Linked DNA regions of Mus musculus: region 2 is linked to region 1. The links are chromatin contacts, called in public HiChIP or PLAC-seq maps. All regions are on one chromosome and are shown on one strand. Each heading gives the region's core, a stretch centred on a gene start, on an enhancer-like site or on the middle of the called end of the contact. The rest is flanking DNA. Distances are from core to core; before and after follow the strand shown. Region 1 overlaps Magi3 (membrane associated guanylate kinase, WW and PDZ domain containing 3). Region 2 has its middle 5.3 kb from the start of Gm38412.

Region 1 (7,815 bases), core at 3,840-6,339:
TTCCTTTTCAGATACTACCCTACCAGCAGTGCTGCTAGTCTTTTTGGATGGGAGAGATGTTTCATCAACTTTACTGCTCTTTTTCTCTGGAGACTTGGTTCTGGTTTTTCCTGGCTGACTCTGCTTCAGATCTTTCCTGCTGACCCCTGACTTTTCTCTCCCATCTGGGAGCTGTTCAGTGCTGTCTCTAGGGTGGCCTGCTGCTCTTCGGCTCCCAGCCTCTGATAATTTGCCTTCAGTGTTTGACAGGCTGTTGCCTCCTATCTTTTGCTGCTTCTTGGGGCTAGAAGACCGTCCTCTGTCTTTTCTATTGGGATCTTGTCCAGAGCCCGCCTTAATGGTGAGCCGACCTTTACTTTCTCCTTTCCTAGGGCTCAGTGAGCGGTCTCTAGATTTTTCTTTGGGATCACTTTTTAGGGGCCTGGGAATCTTTTCCAAATGTTCCTCTGAATGTCGGTTAACTGACTTTTTGGGACTAGCAGATCTACCTCTCCGTGTAACACCATTTTCTCCTTTTAGTCGACTCTTCTCGCCATGCCCGGAACCTCTGGGTGGATCCTTCTTACTCATAGTTTTGTGGACAGACTGATACTTCATCTCAGGCTGGCTTCCATTTAAAGTGCTTTTCTTTTCTTGTACAGTGTCCTTTAATTCTTCTGCCTTTTCACATATCTGAACTCTAGTCAGAGAGTCTTCAGTTGCTGGCACATGAGACTCTTCAAATGTGGAAGCAGAATGTGAAGATGGGAGAGGTGGCGGCTGTTCATCATAAATGACATTGGAAGATGAAGGACTATTAGTATCCCAATCACCTAAAAAGTGATTGAGCAGAACATTGTTACATTCAAGGATTATAAAGAGGAACAGTGAGTTTTGAACTGACAGCCATGTGAATGTTACTTGGTTGCATAGCCTGAGGAGTATGTTACATAGCTTATTCACATTTACATTGCTCTCTGTAAAGGCAGATGCTTATAGATATCTGCTCATGTATGGAGGGGAGATTTGTGTTTTTTTCATGTAGGTATTATAAGACATACATGATCTGTAAATTCTTTATATTCATTTAGCTAAATAAGATAGATACAAATAATCAAAGTGGACCAAAGTGTCTGGTCCAGTAAACTTACTAATTAAGCTATTATTACTGTTTAACTTAAGAATATGCCAAAATCACTAGTGAAAAACACCAGACTGTGGTAACCAAAATGTGGTTGTTAGGCTGTCAAATTTAATGTCAAAGGGAGATTGAAAAAGTGCAGAAGACAGAAACAGATGTATTTAATAGCATCATTTTAATTAAAAAGAAAATGAAAGAAGTGATTTAAAAGACATGCAAATTTACCAAGTCTTTTTAAGGAAAGACCAAGAAAAGCCCTGAAAGCCTTAATGTTGCTCAGGTTTCACGTAGGAGCACAGACCGGAAGGAGCCAAACCTGAAGAAGGAAGAGAAAAAGCCTAGGACTACGTGAAAACAAACCAGTACAGTTAGCATAGATGTCCCTGGGAACGCGTGCTGTATGAGCAGACGGTGGAAGATAACACAGCCAGAGGATCACAGCTGGAAGGGACTGTAGGAAGTTATGTCTACACTTACCCTGCAAAAGCTCTAATGGGGAGTTGGGCAGGGGAGACACAAATGCGCATGGTGCTGCCTTTATTTGTAGGATCGTGCATTCTCAAAGTGATTTTTAAAAACACGGTGTCAGTTCAAAAATACATAGTGAAGCCAAGGGCATTCACAATCCGTGCAGGTGCAGGTGTACAGATATGTTAGGTTTACCTCCCTGTCCCCAGCTAGTGGGGCTATAGCAGCTTATTTTGGTAAGTAACTAGAAAATCCTAAAGTTCTTCTACATTTATTCATTAAGTGAGACAAAGAATGCCTAGGACTCAGTGTATCTTTAAGAAAATAACTTTTTTTTTTTCTTCAATGTGTAACTAGCCAAGGAGGGGATAAAGCTGGGGCATTCTGAAGACATTTGAATTGTTTACCTCTAATGTTATTTACAGGCATGTTCCTGTACAAAATGCACTATGTGCTTTTAGATGAAGTAAATATAAAATACTCTATTCCAACAAATATACTGTTTGGAAACATCATTTGCATCACAGTAACTTTCTTTGGGGGTTCTGGTGTCCACTTCTGAATTAGCCAGCGATGTGTCCATTACCTCCAAAGGGGTATTCCCTTCCCTCCTGCCACCCCCTGTGCCAGCATGAGTGTTCAGCTATTTTGCTTACCGTGGTCAGGTATCAAGCCAGTTCCTGGCCTCAGAAGGAGGAGGACTTTATTCCCACCAGCCTGAATGAGCTCAATTGCTCGAGTGTGTGTGATGCCTTGTGTCGGTTCCCCATTGATTTCAACGATCTGGTCACCAACCTGGACAGGGAACATTGACAACTGTATGAAATGGCACCGAGCTTCATTTCCACATTGTCAACAGAGCCCTTCAGCTCTGCTAAGTCATTCTCACTTGTAAAGTCTTTAACCTAGACAGTGTGCTATCTTAGTGACAGCTGATGGGAACACAATGCATGATTTTATTTACTTGATAAAAATTCTGCATGAGCAAGTTTTATGTGGCTACCAGTCAGTATCTGAGCATTTGAAATCAAGCATTAAATTCACATTTTCCCACATCTGTAAGGCCCTGAGACTGATCCCTAGTATTGTAAAATAAATAAATAATAAAAAATCTAGGTTTTTGTTTTTGTTTATTTGTTTTTTTTTCCCAAAAGTTAAGCCCTAGAAAAGATGACATTTATGAATAGCCCTAAGTAACCCTGCAGAGTGGCACCTACGTAACAATCTGTAAGGGTGCTTTCAAGCAAGAGCTAATCCTGACTTAGTTTTCTAAAGCTGGTGCAGATGGCTGCTCGTCACTGAAGCTTTCCCGAGACAGTGGCCATCTTTTGTATTGCCAGCATATCCTATACATGAGTGAGGCTTTAGCTAAATGATATAACTTAGAGATTAAATTTTAAAGAAAAAAAATACATTAATATGAACACTTATTTAAACCAATTATTGGATTGTATATAGTAACAAATATAAAATCATTTTCCTGGAAAACAGAAAGCTAGGACTTGGAATAAGATACCACAGTGCTGTTGTCATTTACCAGAAGTGTCTATTTTAAAGGAAAATAAAAAATATGCTGAAATCTAACAGTAAGAAACGTGAATAAAGATGTTGGTTTTGAGATCCGTATCAAGGTGACATGTAACTGAGGGTATTTATTGACTTCAAACAGTGAGATATTACTGAATATTAAAACCCCAAATATTTGTAAGATACTCAGATAATGTGTACGTAATGTGACAGCAGAGACTCAGTAAGGAGATGATGGGGATGGGCCGGAGAGACTGCTCAGCAATTACATCACTGCTGCTTTTCCAGAGGACCTGGGTTCAATTTCCAGCACCTACATAGCAGCTCACAGCCTTCTTTAATGCCAGTTCCTGAGGACCAGACACATCTTTCTGGCCTCTGTGGGCCAGATAAATACGTACATGTGTATGTACATACATACATACATACATACATACATACATACATACATTTGGGCAAAACACCATAAAACACAAAAATCCAACCCCCCCCCCCATATCAAAACTAATGCTTTCTATCTATTGACGAGACAGGAAGCTGTACTGTGGGGTCCAGGTATGTGGCTTTACTTTTTTCTAGATCAGCAGTCTCTCATTTTCTTCACCTGTTATATGAAAACCAGAGTCCTACCTCCTAGGGTTGTGGGAGAGTCAGTGCTATGCAATATGACTACACACCAGCCACAGATAAGTGCTGGTTGGAAATACTGTTGGAAACAATCTTTTATGCCAGATGTTGGGGTTCTGTTGTTTTAAAAGTGAGCTCCCATCTCGTAGGCATTCTCTGTCTCCCTGCCATAGGACTAGAGTTCTCCACCATCTAGACTGTCCTGGCCTGGGATTTCTTCACAGGATCCAGACGTGTAAGAATTACATTTCTTCTCTTTATAGATTTCCCAGTCTCAGGTATTCAGTAATGGTAACAAGCAGACAAAAACAATTATGTAAAGTGAAAAAAAAAACAAGCAGAGTAAGACAATAAAGATTACAGGTCAGGAGATAGTAAGAAAGGTAATTAACAAAGCCCTTATTGTCCAAAATAAGTGGGAAAAAAGCCCCTTTGGTAGGTGATAAAAGAATCATTTCCCTGAGGAATTATGAACAACAAAGTAGGAAAGTAATTCCGACAGAAATGAAAATCAGTGTGAGCATGGCTGGTTCATCCTGGGAGAGAGAGCATAGTTTCAGTCACACTCTTTCTCTTATAGCCACAAACCTATATATTTTAATATAAATACAATGTAAATAAAACATGTAATTGAACAGGCTCGCCACCAGGTGTCATTTTTACCTTTAAAATAAAATGGGAAGGCAAGGGAAGTGGAACTTTGGGTTTCTGTTAGGCTGGCAGGGCTCTGTAGAAACCAAAGGGAACACTTCTCTCGGCAGAGGCAAGGGACCATTTTTGCTGTGATTTTCAGTTACTATAACAATGTTAATAAAACGGTAAAAATATGTTTGAAAAGTTGAGCACTAGTGTTGTAAGGTTGAGAAAGTCTGTGACGGAACAGCACAGAGTGAACGCTCGTCTTTCTAATAACTGTAACGGGTGGCAGGGCCAGAGGCTTCTGCCTCTGTAGGGATCTAAGTAGAAAACCTCCCTGGGCTTATTATGTCTTAGAAGAAAATGTAAAATAAAAGTCGTTTTATCCTGCTGTCTCAGGACCTGTACTAAGATGGAAGAGATTTGATTTACCGACCCATCGGCCCTGCACTGACTGCTCTTCTGGACACAGAGAAGCCATCAGGCTCTGAACCCTGGCTAGCTGGGGAAGCACAATGGTGGCATGCGGCTGCAGAAACCCGTTTCCTGTGTAAGGGGTTTCTGCATTCCCTCTAAAGCAGTTCCTTCTAGAACTTTCCAGCCTAGAGGCAGAAGCAGAGGTTGCAAACAAAGGTCAACTCACGTGAATCCTGCCGTCTTTGATGGCGGGCCCGTCCTCGGCCAGGCGCAGGATGAACAGCCCCATGTTGTACTCCTTCCCTCCGCGGAGGCTGAACCCAAAGCCTCGAGGGCCTCTCTCCAGCTCCACAGGGTAACAGCCAAGGCTCTGGGGGAAGGAAGCATCATGACAGAGTGCTCTCACGCACTGCTTCTGATGTGTCCTGAAGAGAATCTGCTTTATAGCTGAGGGAAATAGTGTATACTCTTGATACAGTTCTAAGTGGCAAGAAAGGAATGCTAGCTGGGGCTGCTACTTAACTGTCATAAATTCAAATAGATTCATTTGAAGATTATGCCTTCTTATAGTCAGTCAATGTTCAGCAGAACAATTAAGAGAACAGAATTTTTGAAAGTACCCACTTTACGGAGATTTTTTACAAATTTTCCTGAAAAGCAAGCAAAAGCTCCCCCCATTTAATTAGCTACAACTATGCACTTGTGCATACTTAACCTCGATTCTGACTTCTCTGTTTGTATGGTGTAGTGAATGACAACCACATTACCAGTCCTGTAAAAATTAGTAATTTTGGAAGCAAATGTATCCGAACAGATTCGCAACAAAACACCAATGTTCAGTGATTCAGCAACCCAAAAAATCAACATCAGGGTGTCTGTGTTTACCTGATTGTGCCGACTGCCCACAACTGAAATCACTGCAGTGTCAGGCTGTGCAAGGTGCTTATGGTCAGACCAGGAATGTCTGTAAGAACTGCAGACATCTCTCCCAATTTCACCTTCTAGGGCAATTCTGTGAGAGAAACCAAGTTATGTTCTGCACTGAGAAAATGAGAAACAGTCTGAAAAGAAAAGCAGATCAACTCCTCTCAAGGCTGAGCCTTACCATCCTCTATCCTGACAAGCTGCTGTAAACAGACTATCTCTAGAACCCGAATTGCTAGGAAAAAAGACTGCTCCTTCTCTCCAGGGTCGGTTAAACACTGAACCCCATCCCCTTCCTTCAGTGGAATTTAATGGAGTTGCTCTCAAAGAAAGCTGCACTCAAAAATAACTGAACTGGGGGCAGACACTGTGACCTTGTCACCATGAGAAATGGACCTTCCGAAGCCCCAAGGCCTGGGAAGATGCTGAATTTCTGGGAACCTAGTTTTCTTTTATGAATAATATTTTTAACAGAGGAAAAATATCTTCAAATTACTGCCCAAGTGTAAGGCAGTTTGAGAAGACTGACTCAGGTGGGGCTGGGCTCCCCTACTAAAGTCTTACCAGAGAAGTAGGCTAGGTGCTGCCTCAGGGCTGCCTATCACCTTTGTGCCTAGCATGGAGGCTGGGAAGTGGGGTGAGGGTGTGAAAGGGCGGCAGGCACTGGGAAGGACCGCGAGGATGAGATACCCAACAGCTTTCTTCCAGACTTGGCTATCTGGCTTGTGCATTACTGCCTGGGAGTGGGATAGTGAAAAGCAGGAAGATGAGAAAACCCAAAACCTGAGAATAGCCACACCTGTCCCCAGGTATGTGGTTGGCTTGTGCTTGTCCCATGGGCCTGTGCTGTAGTGCTGGGCTCTGCCTGGCTGAGTTTGTTCCTGATGGTGGACCATGATGCTCTGTTTAAGTGAAAAAACAACAGAAATCAGAATCTGTACATGAAAACATGAAGACCAAGTGGATCTTAAAGTAAACAACAGTGATGGTTACAGTTCCCATCTTTAGGGCTTCCACAGAACTGCACTGTTATTTTTTGGAATTGGAACAGTGATACTCTCCTCCTCTGGCTTTAAGTAACATTTATGTTTTAAGAGAACAGCAGCCATTTTTTATTTCACATTTTCACCCCTGTCTTTTCCATACCGTGGAAACCAGAACCACACACGTCAGTCATATCTGTGTAGAGGACAGAGCTCGAGGCTACTCAGTTCTAGGTCTCCAGAGCACAGACGGTTTTCCTTCCTGACAGTTCTAAGTCTCAGGATGTTGGAGCACGAGGCCACCCTGCAAACTGTACACATCTGGAACTTGCATTTCTACAGAGGAAGTTATTCTGCCTGGCACTTAGCATCAAAGATCACAAAGTCATCCAGAGAGTTGTGTGTGTGTGTGTGTGAGTGTGAATGATTGGACTGTAAAACCCATTCAGCAAGAGGGAAAGGAAACCATGCGTTGTACTAGAAACCTAGCTAACTACTCTGTGCTATTGAAGTCAGGGTTATTAAGAAGAATCTACAGTCATTGATTTACTAAATCAGAACAATCACCAACAATCATCTAAACATTTGTCCTTATACCCACAGATAAATATAGTCTTTACACCTCATCAAAGAAATGTCTCTTTGCAACAAATGGAGGCCACTACAACCACAGTAAACCACAATCAATCAAAATGCAGAGCTGTGGAGCCCAGCACCTGTGGATGCATCTACAAAACATCCTCTCACCAAAGACTCAGAGAACATTGTGGAAAGGGGGTGGAGAGTTTGTAAGATCCAGAGGATCAGTTTGCTGTGAGACTATGTCTCCTAGTAACGTCAGAAGTTACAAAAGTATCAACACGACTACCCAAGCCTGAGCTGGAAGAGGGATGAGACCACTGAGAAGCCAACGTGGGTAGGAGAGGAGCTCATGAGGCAGCTGAGGATCTGGAAGCAGAAGGAGCAGTCTTCCCAGAGAAGGACATAGCCAGTTAGTTCTCCATACCACACGGTCAGCTCTGGAAACATACGTACAAGTGATACTGTACTGACTGAGCAGGTTATACAAGTGACGCTATACTGACTGAGCAGGTTATAGCTCATGGTCTCTTG
Region 2 (7,815 bases), core at 2,675-5,174, 380 kb after region 1:
GCGGCTTTGGAAGAAAACCCGCTGCCACCGTGACCTCAGAATCCCACCTCCAGAATTGAGGCACTAACTGCCAGCTGTTTAAACTCCCCAGCTACAGAATTTTGTTACCCTAGGAAACTAATGTACAGGCTCTGCATTTGCAAAGCTTTTTCTTATAACCTCACTTAATTTTTATGAAGTCACTCTGTTCATAAGAGCCTTGGCCCCTCAGTTGCTGATCTTGAAACCTTCTGATGGCCTCTACCTCCTACTTGCAAGGCAAGCGCTCAGCACCATTGCTTTGAGTGTTCCTGCCCCTCTGTCAAGGAGAGTGGGGTTAAAACTGGACCTAATCTGGGGAGACGCTGCTGAGCTTGAGCTTCTGCAATGGGTTGGTGGCAGGAATGCCATCCACATTCCTGTGCTCTATCACTGTAACAAAACGCCCGAGGAAACCAACTTAAAACCGAGGAAAGGTTAGGAAGAGGGAGGTAGCTCAGTCAGTAAAACATTTGTCCTTCAGGCATGAGAACCTAAGTTCAGATCCCCAGCACCAAAAATCCAGGCATGCATCTGTAACCCAGCACTGGGGAGGCAGACCCAGGCAGACCCCTGGAGATTTTTGGCCAGCCAGTTTAGCTGAATTGGTGAACTCTTGGATCATTGAGAGACCTTGTTTTTTAAAAAATAAGGTGACCAGCACTTGAGAGGAAGAGGCAGGCAGATCTCAGTCTGAGTTGAGGCCCAGCCTGATTCACACAATAAAGTTCTAAGACAGCCAAGATTACATATATACATACATGCATACGTGCATGCATACATACATACATTCATACAAACATGCATACACACATACATACATTCATACAAACATGCATACATACATGCATACATACATACATACATACACACACACACATGTGGAGAGCAACTGAGGAAGATACCTGACATTGACCTCTGGCCTCCACATGCACACACACGGACACACACGGACACCACGGACACCACGGACACCACGGACACAGACACAGACACACAGTGAGTGGAACATTTTGACTTGATGTTTCAGGTTGGTTCTGTTACAGAAGATGGGGGTTGAGATTTCTGAAGCAAGGCAGAATATTGTGGCAGGAGCCAGTTGTAAAGGAGATGCCTATATCATGGCGGCCAGGAATATAAGGAGAGGAAGGGGCTGAGGGTCTAATGTCCCATTTAAAGAAGTATCCTGGAGATCCAACTTCATTCTGGTAGGTCCCCCCTTCAGCAGCACCACAGATTGGGAACCAAGCCTTCAACCCGTCATCCTTTGGGAGATACTGTCAAAGGCTGATTTCTTGTTTTTCCTGTTCATACTTCCAAATCCAATGAAGAAGAAGTGAGCAGCTTTGTGGTTACCAGGTCCACCTCTGCTGTCTACTCCAGGAGTACAAGCCCCATCCCCCCCTCCCTAGACTGCTGGCTGCCTGCCTGCCTTGGCCCTCATTGCAGGGGCACCGTTCACTGTGAGTCACCACACACTGGAAGGAATGCCACCAGAGAAATGGGTTCACCTGAGGTTTGTTTTCAAAACAGTCATATCTTTTCCTCTGAACATGTATTGAAAAGTTGATAGCATACTAAGGAGTCAGACTGGTAAAAATCCATTGGCTCAGCTTCTTTTTTCTCTTCTGTGTGTGTGGGTTTTTTTTGGGGGGGGAGGGGGTTGGAGGGCTGAAACTGGGCAGGATGGAAGTATGAGACAGTGCACAAGATTTAAATTTTTTTTTATTTATTCCTATCTTTTTTTTTTTGTAAGTGTATGTATGGGTGGGTATGTTCATTGCACACAAGTGCCCAAAGAATCCAGAAAGGGGTTTTGGAACTTCTGAAGCTGGAGTCACAGGCTGTAGTGAACCACCCCACATGGGTACTGGGAAACAAACTTGGGTCCTCTGGAAGAGCAGCAACCTCTGAGCCATCTCTGTAGCCCCTTAAAATATCTTTTTATTTAGATACCAGAATATACCAAGAAAGGTGAAATTATGCTCATGATCTTACTCTCCTATATCCTTAAAAAATACTCCTTTCTGGTCTTATCTAGATGTTCATATAATTTTTACAGCTATATTCATGGCAACAAAAAATGAGATTTGATATTTCTGTTTAACATTATACGAGAGCATTTCTCCAAGTCACCACATAATCTTCGTGATTATATATATTTTTAATGGCAGCGTAATGCAGCCCAGAGCAATGGAAGCAGAAAAGCACAGCCATTCCCCTTCCCAAACCCATTTAGGATCTGTCCAATTTTTCACTTCAAATGATAGCCAGTCTCTCCCGCCCCCTCCCCTCCCCCTCCCCCTCCCCCTCCCACCCCCGCAGAACTGAAGAACAGCAGCAGACTCCTGATGAAACTGGGAGGTTTGGGCGTTGAACAGCCGTTCCATGTACAGGTGGTTTGCCCGGGACTCACCCTCGATAGTGAAAACAAATGGGTGGAACAGCCTCAGAGAAAGGCTGGGTAAGATGGATGCCCTGGAAACACACAGTGACACCAGCCATTTCCCAAGTCATCCATTTCCTAAGTCCCTCTGAAACCCCTGCCAGCCACTCAGCTGGTGACAAGGTAAGGGGGCACTTAAAGGGAATGGCACAGGGTCTCAATCTAGCTCCTGCAAGAAGAAAGTATCCAGGGGTAGGGGAACTCTGCCTCCTCTAGATCTTATCACTCTCTTGAGCCTGGAACCTCCAAAGTGTGAAAACTGAGGGCCTCCTGCTCCCTCCAGGGGCCAGGCAGATGTGGTGTGCATCTCCCTGGATCCAGCGCTGACTGATCCAGTGCTGGCTCTTGTCATTCTCCTGTAAACTCTGCCTCGCAGACAGGCAGTTCTAGCCCCAGGCCGGTAGCCTAGCACCACCCCTCATGTTGACTGTGCCAACTGGGACTCCTGGACCAGGAGCCTCTCTCCTGGCTCATTTGGTGTTGAGAACTGCAGGCAGCTTTGGGAGGTGACAAGAAGCAGAAGGAAGAGGATGTCACCATTGCTTTTAAGGTCATATCTATTTGGAGAGAATTCAAAATGCAAGCATACTAATGCAGTCACCATGGCCAAATTAATTTACTGCCTCCTGCTCACAGCTGCCCTGCCCCTTAGAATGAGTTGAATTTTGAGATCTGGTGGTGGGGCAGAGCCCAGTGCAAAGTCTGCCATCATCTATGGTCAATGTCAAGGTCATTCTAAGCTAGGCTTGCTTTTATTAGTCACAGAAGCAGCCAACAGTATTTATTGTTCAATATTATGTGAAACAGTACCCATGTTTTATCTACACAATATCCCGAATAATCCTCACAGCAACTCTGAAAGAAAGGGCTGTTCCTAGCTAGCCCTGTTCAATGGGTGGGAAAGCACAAGGGCAGGAAAGTGGAGTAGCTCACCCAAGCCATCCTGCAAGCAGACTGCTAGCTAAGATGCAGGGTCAGGTTTGGTCTGATGGCACTGACTCTAGTTGATCCTCCAGAGGCTGAGGCAGAGGATCATAAGTTCAAGACCTGCCTAGACGATTGAGTGAGTTTTAGGGCAACCTGGGTAACCTAGTGGGAGGCTACCTCAAAACTAAAAAGAGGGGCTGACAAGATGGCTTGACTGGTAAAAGGGCTCAACACTAAGCCTGATGATATGAGTTCAGGCCCTGAGCCCCACATGGTACAAGGATAGAGCCAACTCCCCCAAACTTCTCGTCTCCACATGAGCACATCTCCATAGCACAGGAATGTGCGTTCTCACATTCAGACTCAGACTAAGCAGGCTCACTGGTATGCATAAGCTCCCTCTCAGGTGAACACCTTCTGCCACCCTTACCACAACCATGGTAAAATAATGACTGAGCCCTTAGGGAATGCCAGACACTTTACTAAGAGGTTTGCTCTAGCTCCTGAATGAGGAAACTGGGAGTTAAAGAGATTATGTAAGACCTGTGGCTACTGAGCCGGCAGTCATTTCCTCTCCAGTCTGGTTCCTCCTTCTTTCAGAGTAATAAGACCCCACTTTTAGCTGCACATCTAGAACGAAGGCTGCACTCCTAAACTCTAGGGGGTGGGATACATTTGTATGACTGATGTCATGGATGCAGTGGATATCGCCAAAAATAGCTTTCTGCCACAGCCAGACCTCTTTTCTCCTCCCAGATGATGGGACATGACCATGACGTAGTTACATGCAGCCCAGGGCAGCCAGATCCATGAACAGCAGAGCTGCCATGACAGTAGGGCCCAGGGAAAAGCAAGCCACAGGGTAGCAAGAATCTGGCTCTTCAAGGGATTCATGAAGTCGAGATGAGGTGACTACCTGTAGAAACAAACATTACCTTGCTAAAGCCATCGTTGTGTTCAGGTGTGTGGAGTTTCAGCCCATCCCCACTCTTGTTAGCAAAGTAGACGAGCCAAAGGTCAAACTTGAACAACCACTGCAACTTACTGGAGTAAAAATCTCATGGTAAAGAGAATGGAAACCCTGTCCTGAGTGGAGACCTCAGATCGCAGTTGGGCCTGGGTGGTTCACGTGGCCAAGAGCTCACCCTGAGGAAAGCAGGCCCACCTTAAGACAAGCCAAAAGACAGGCAAAAATAACTGGTTCCTCCGTGAGATGCAGAATTATTCAGAAAAGGGTGTCTTCTCCTTTCTATCTCTTTTGTAACTATACTTTCCTCAATAATTTGGCCTTCTCCCAACATTCTGGGCTTCCTTACTCTGCCCCTAAAGCCTCCCTCCCTGATGATGGCTGGTGACCTCCATGCCTCTGTGACCTCCATGCCAACTTACACAGTCTGGCTTTCTCTTTTCTCTCCTCCCTTCTCCTTCTATGGGTAGTGCCTGAGCTTTATGGTCTGCCCACCTTGGGGGGGGTTTCTTTCAAACTCTAATAAAATTGTCCTTGAGCTTCTGCTTGAGTCCATTCTTAAATTGTTTTATTAATGAGACTCATAACCACAAAGGGGCACCCTGATTCCCCCTGTATCAATGTTATTTCTACTGTAACACTTTGCCCCAGTTAGTGGGTTGGTTTTGACCAAAGCATCCATTCCCCCCCCCCTTCAGTCTGTTGATATTCTTCAGGGCCAAGCTCTGTGGTGGGGACTGTATTAGTTACATTGTGTGCTGCTGTGACAAAACCCCTGATGAGAATCAACTTAAGGAAGGAAGGATTTGTTTTGTTTTCACAGCTTGAAGCTACAGTCCATCACAGCAGGAAAGACATGGCTGCAGGAGCAGAAGGAAGCTGGTACTGAGCGCTCTCTCTCCTTTTTGTCCAATCCAAGAGTCAAAATGAATCTCTTCATGTCAATTCAGCTAATGTAGAAAATCCCTAGTGGAGATGCAGAGATTTGTCTTCAAGGTGACTCCAGATTATGTCCAGTTGTCAATGAACATAGGTTAGAGTATGAAAGTGACTTGATTAATGCTCTAGAAGAGCCAGCGCTCCATCTTGAAAGATAGATGCTAAGTACATAAATAAAAGGCAGTGCATTGAGTCTTGTGATGGGGACACGAGCCCACTGCCATGGGGGCATGTAGAGGTGGGGGGGGGTGACTTACTAGATGCTAGTCAGGACACTTAAATTGAAGAGATGTCAGGGAGTTGGGACTGACCTGCTGTTGGGAGCAAGTGTGACATGCCTGGTTCTCAGGACTCACCACCTTGCTACCTCAGCCCCTGGGTGCTGGGATAGATAGCAAGTGTATATACCCCAATACATTGCTCTCTAAGCCTCAATGTGGCTCAGAAATGCAGCATGTTTTTTTCTTGACCTAGTGCTTTAGAGCCTGATCTCTCATCACTGGAGACTCCTGGAGCCATGCCCTTGACAATCTAGAACTTTCTGTGAAGTAGATGCAATACTATGAAGAAAAATGAGGGAACGAGAATCCCCAAGGCCAACCTCCTGACAAGGGACAAAAGGAAATAGAAAATTGAGAGGGCCCCACACTGGGCTAGAGACTCTTCAGCATTATAGTAGAAGCCATGAGTTCTGCCTGTAATGACTCTGTACTTGAAAATAGTGTTTCCAATGTGACCTTTCTCCCTGTACTTCCAACAGTGGAGCTGCTGTCACTGATAATAAAAGGTAGATGTGGCTATCCCTGGCTGTAGCCAATTAGAATTACCTTGAGAAGTCAACAAGGGTAACTTGGCTGCTAATGAAGGCAGCTGACATCTTGGCACTGGCCTACTTGCCTGATCATGAAGAAAAGGAAAAACTTATCCCACCGAATGGTCTCCTTCCCACACCAAGCACCTCCATAACTACTATTCCATGAGGACCAGCTCTGACCAAGGCAATGTGACTCACTGGGCAAAGGGGCTCCCCCCCACCACACACACACACACACACACACCTGGGTAGTGACACCAAGCAGCTCTACCCTTACCAGCTGTAGTGGCTATTCCTGGTTGTCAACTTGACTATATTTGGAATGAACTACAATCCAGAATTGGAAGGCTCACCAGTGACCCTTATCTGGAGGCTTGGAGATCCTTATCTGGATCTTGGTTTGAAGATCTTGAGCCATAGTGGCTATGGATTCCAGAAGATTGAATCTCCGAGTTTAAGGAACACACCTTTAATCTGGGCTACACCTTCTGCTGGAGACAATATAAGGACATTGGAAGAAGGGAGTCTAGCTCTTGCTCTTGCTCCTTCGCCTGCTTGCTGCGTGAGACTGAGTAACTGCTAGATCCTTGGACTTCCATTCACAGCTGCGACTGAACCATTGTTGGGAATTGGGCTGCCGACTGTAAATAATCAATAAATTCCTTTACTATCTAGAGACTATCCATAAGTTCTGTAACTCTAGAGAACCCTGACTAATACACTAGCAAACACTCCTTGTCACGGTTAGTCTTCATTGTTGGATTTGGGACCACCTAGGAGACACACCTTTAGGTGTGTTTCCAGAGGTTGAACTGAGAAGGGAAGATCTGCCATGAACGTGAGCAGCACCATCCTGTGGGCTGAGAGACTAAACTGAATAAGCCAGGGAAAGGGAGATAATGAGTGAGTGCCAGCATTCATTACTCTCTGCCTCCTGACTGTGGCCTCAATGTGGCTTCCTGCATCCCTGCTGCCATGCCTTCCCGCCATGGCAGGCCACAGCTCCTGGACTGTGGAATGGAATAAACCTTTCCATCCTTAGGTTGCTTTTGTCAGGCATTTGTCACAGCACTGAAGAAAGTGACATAACAGTAAAGAAACAAGCAGAGGCAAATTCAGAATGAAGCTGAAGATGTTAGAGCTTATGGACCTGGGGCTTGAGGTGTAGCTCAGAAGTGAAGCATTTACCTAACATGAGCAAGGCCTTGTGTGTGATCCACAGCACTGAGAAAGAACAATTTGGGGTCTACCATTCATATGGTCATGTGGTTTGTAAAGGTTACAGAAGTTTGCCAGTTGGCTTTACTACACTCAGTCAAAGCTGATGTCTCTTTCTATCCAAACCTATGCACTGTCATACTGGCTGGTATAACCATTTTTGGAGGGCTCATTAAGGAGAAATTAAGACAGGTATAAATTAGGCTTTGGGGTTCTGTGGACCATGGGTGGGTGGTCTGCAGTCACTTTTAAAAGTAGTCACTTTTCATTAGCTGTCCAGTATGGAAATGGCTTCAAGAATAACCACGCCCATAGTGCCAACCTATTCTGGCATTGCCATACTAAAGTCCACGGCCAAGGCTCTGCTCAGAAAGGAGAGTGCCCACGGAAGCCAACACTAGGTGTGTGGGTAGTGCAGCAGAAAGAAGACTTGAACAAAACAGCCTGAGGGGGGATGTGTCCTGTCACCCACGTAGTGAAATATAA

What was found. HiChIP or PLAC-seq counts read pairs in DNA pulled down with a chosen protein or histone mark.
Region 2: an H3K27ac HiChIP or PLAC-seq map of microglia shows a contact between it and region 1, with 5 times the contacts expected there. The contact joins two enhancer-like sites. A contact is called at or near these places in 2 of 484 Hi-C or Micro-C datasets (bone marrow-derived macrophages and nephron progenitors) and 1 of 115 datasets of contacts at active chromatin or transcription factors (microglia).

What each region holds. Positions count from the first base shown.
Region 1 is chr3:104,015,257-104,023,071 of GRCm38.p6, forward strand. It overlaps Magi3 (membrane associated guanylate kinase, WW and PDZ domain containing 3), which reads right to left. Exons shown (of 21, transcript NM_001159354.1): 17 at 6,519-6,621; 18 at 5,681-5,807; 19 at 5,022-5,165; 20 at 2,245-2,383; 21 at 1-812. Among named protein-coding and RNA genes, the nearest start is that of Phtf1os, 51 kb to the left of the region's middle. Within about 2 kb of position 5,090, at least 7 of the 459 cell types and tissues checked have an H3K27ac peak or open chromatin away from gene starts, as enhancers often do. A contact at or near this core is called in microglia, where this site is marked.
Region 2 is chr3:104,399,912-104,407,726 of GRCm38.p6, forward strand. No RefSeq gene overlaps it. Among named protein-coding and RNA genes, the nearest start is that of Gm38412, 5.3 kb to the right of the region's middle. Within about 2 kb of position 3,925, at least 38 of the 459 cell types and tissues checked have an H3K27ac peak or open chromatin away from gene starts, as enhancers often do. A contact at or near this core is called in microglia, where this site is marked.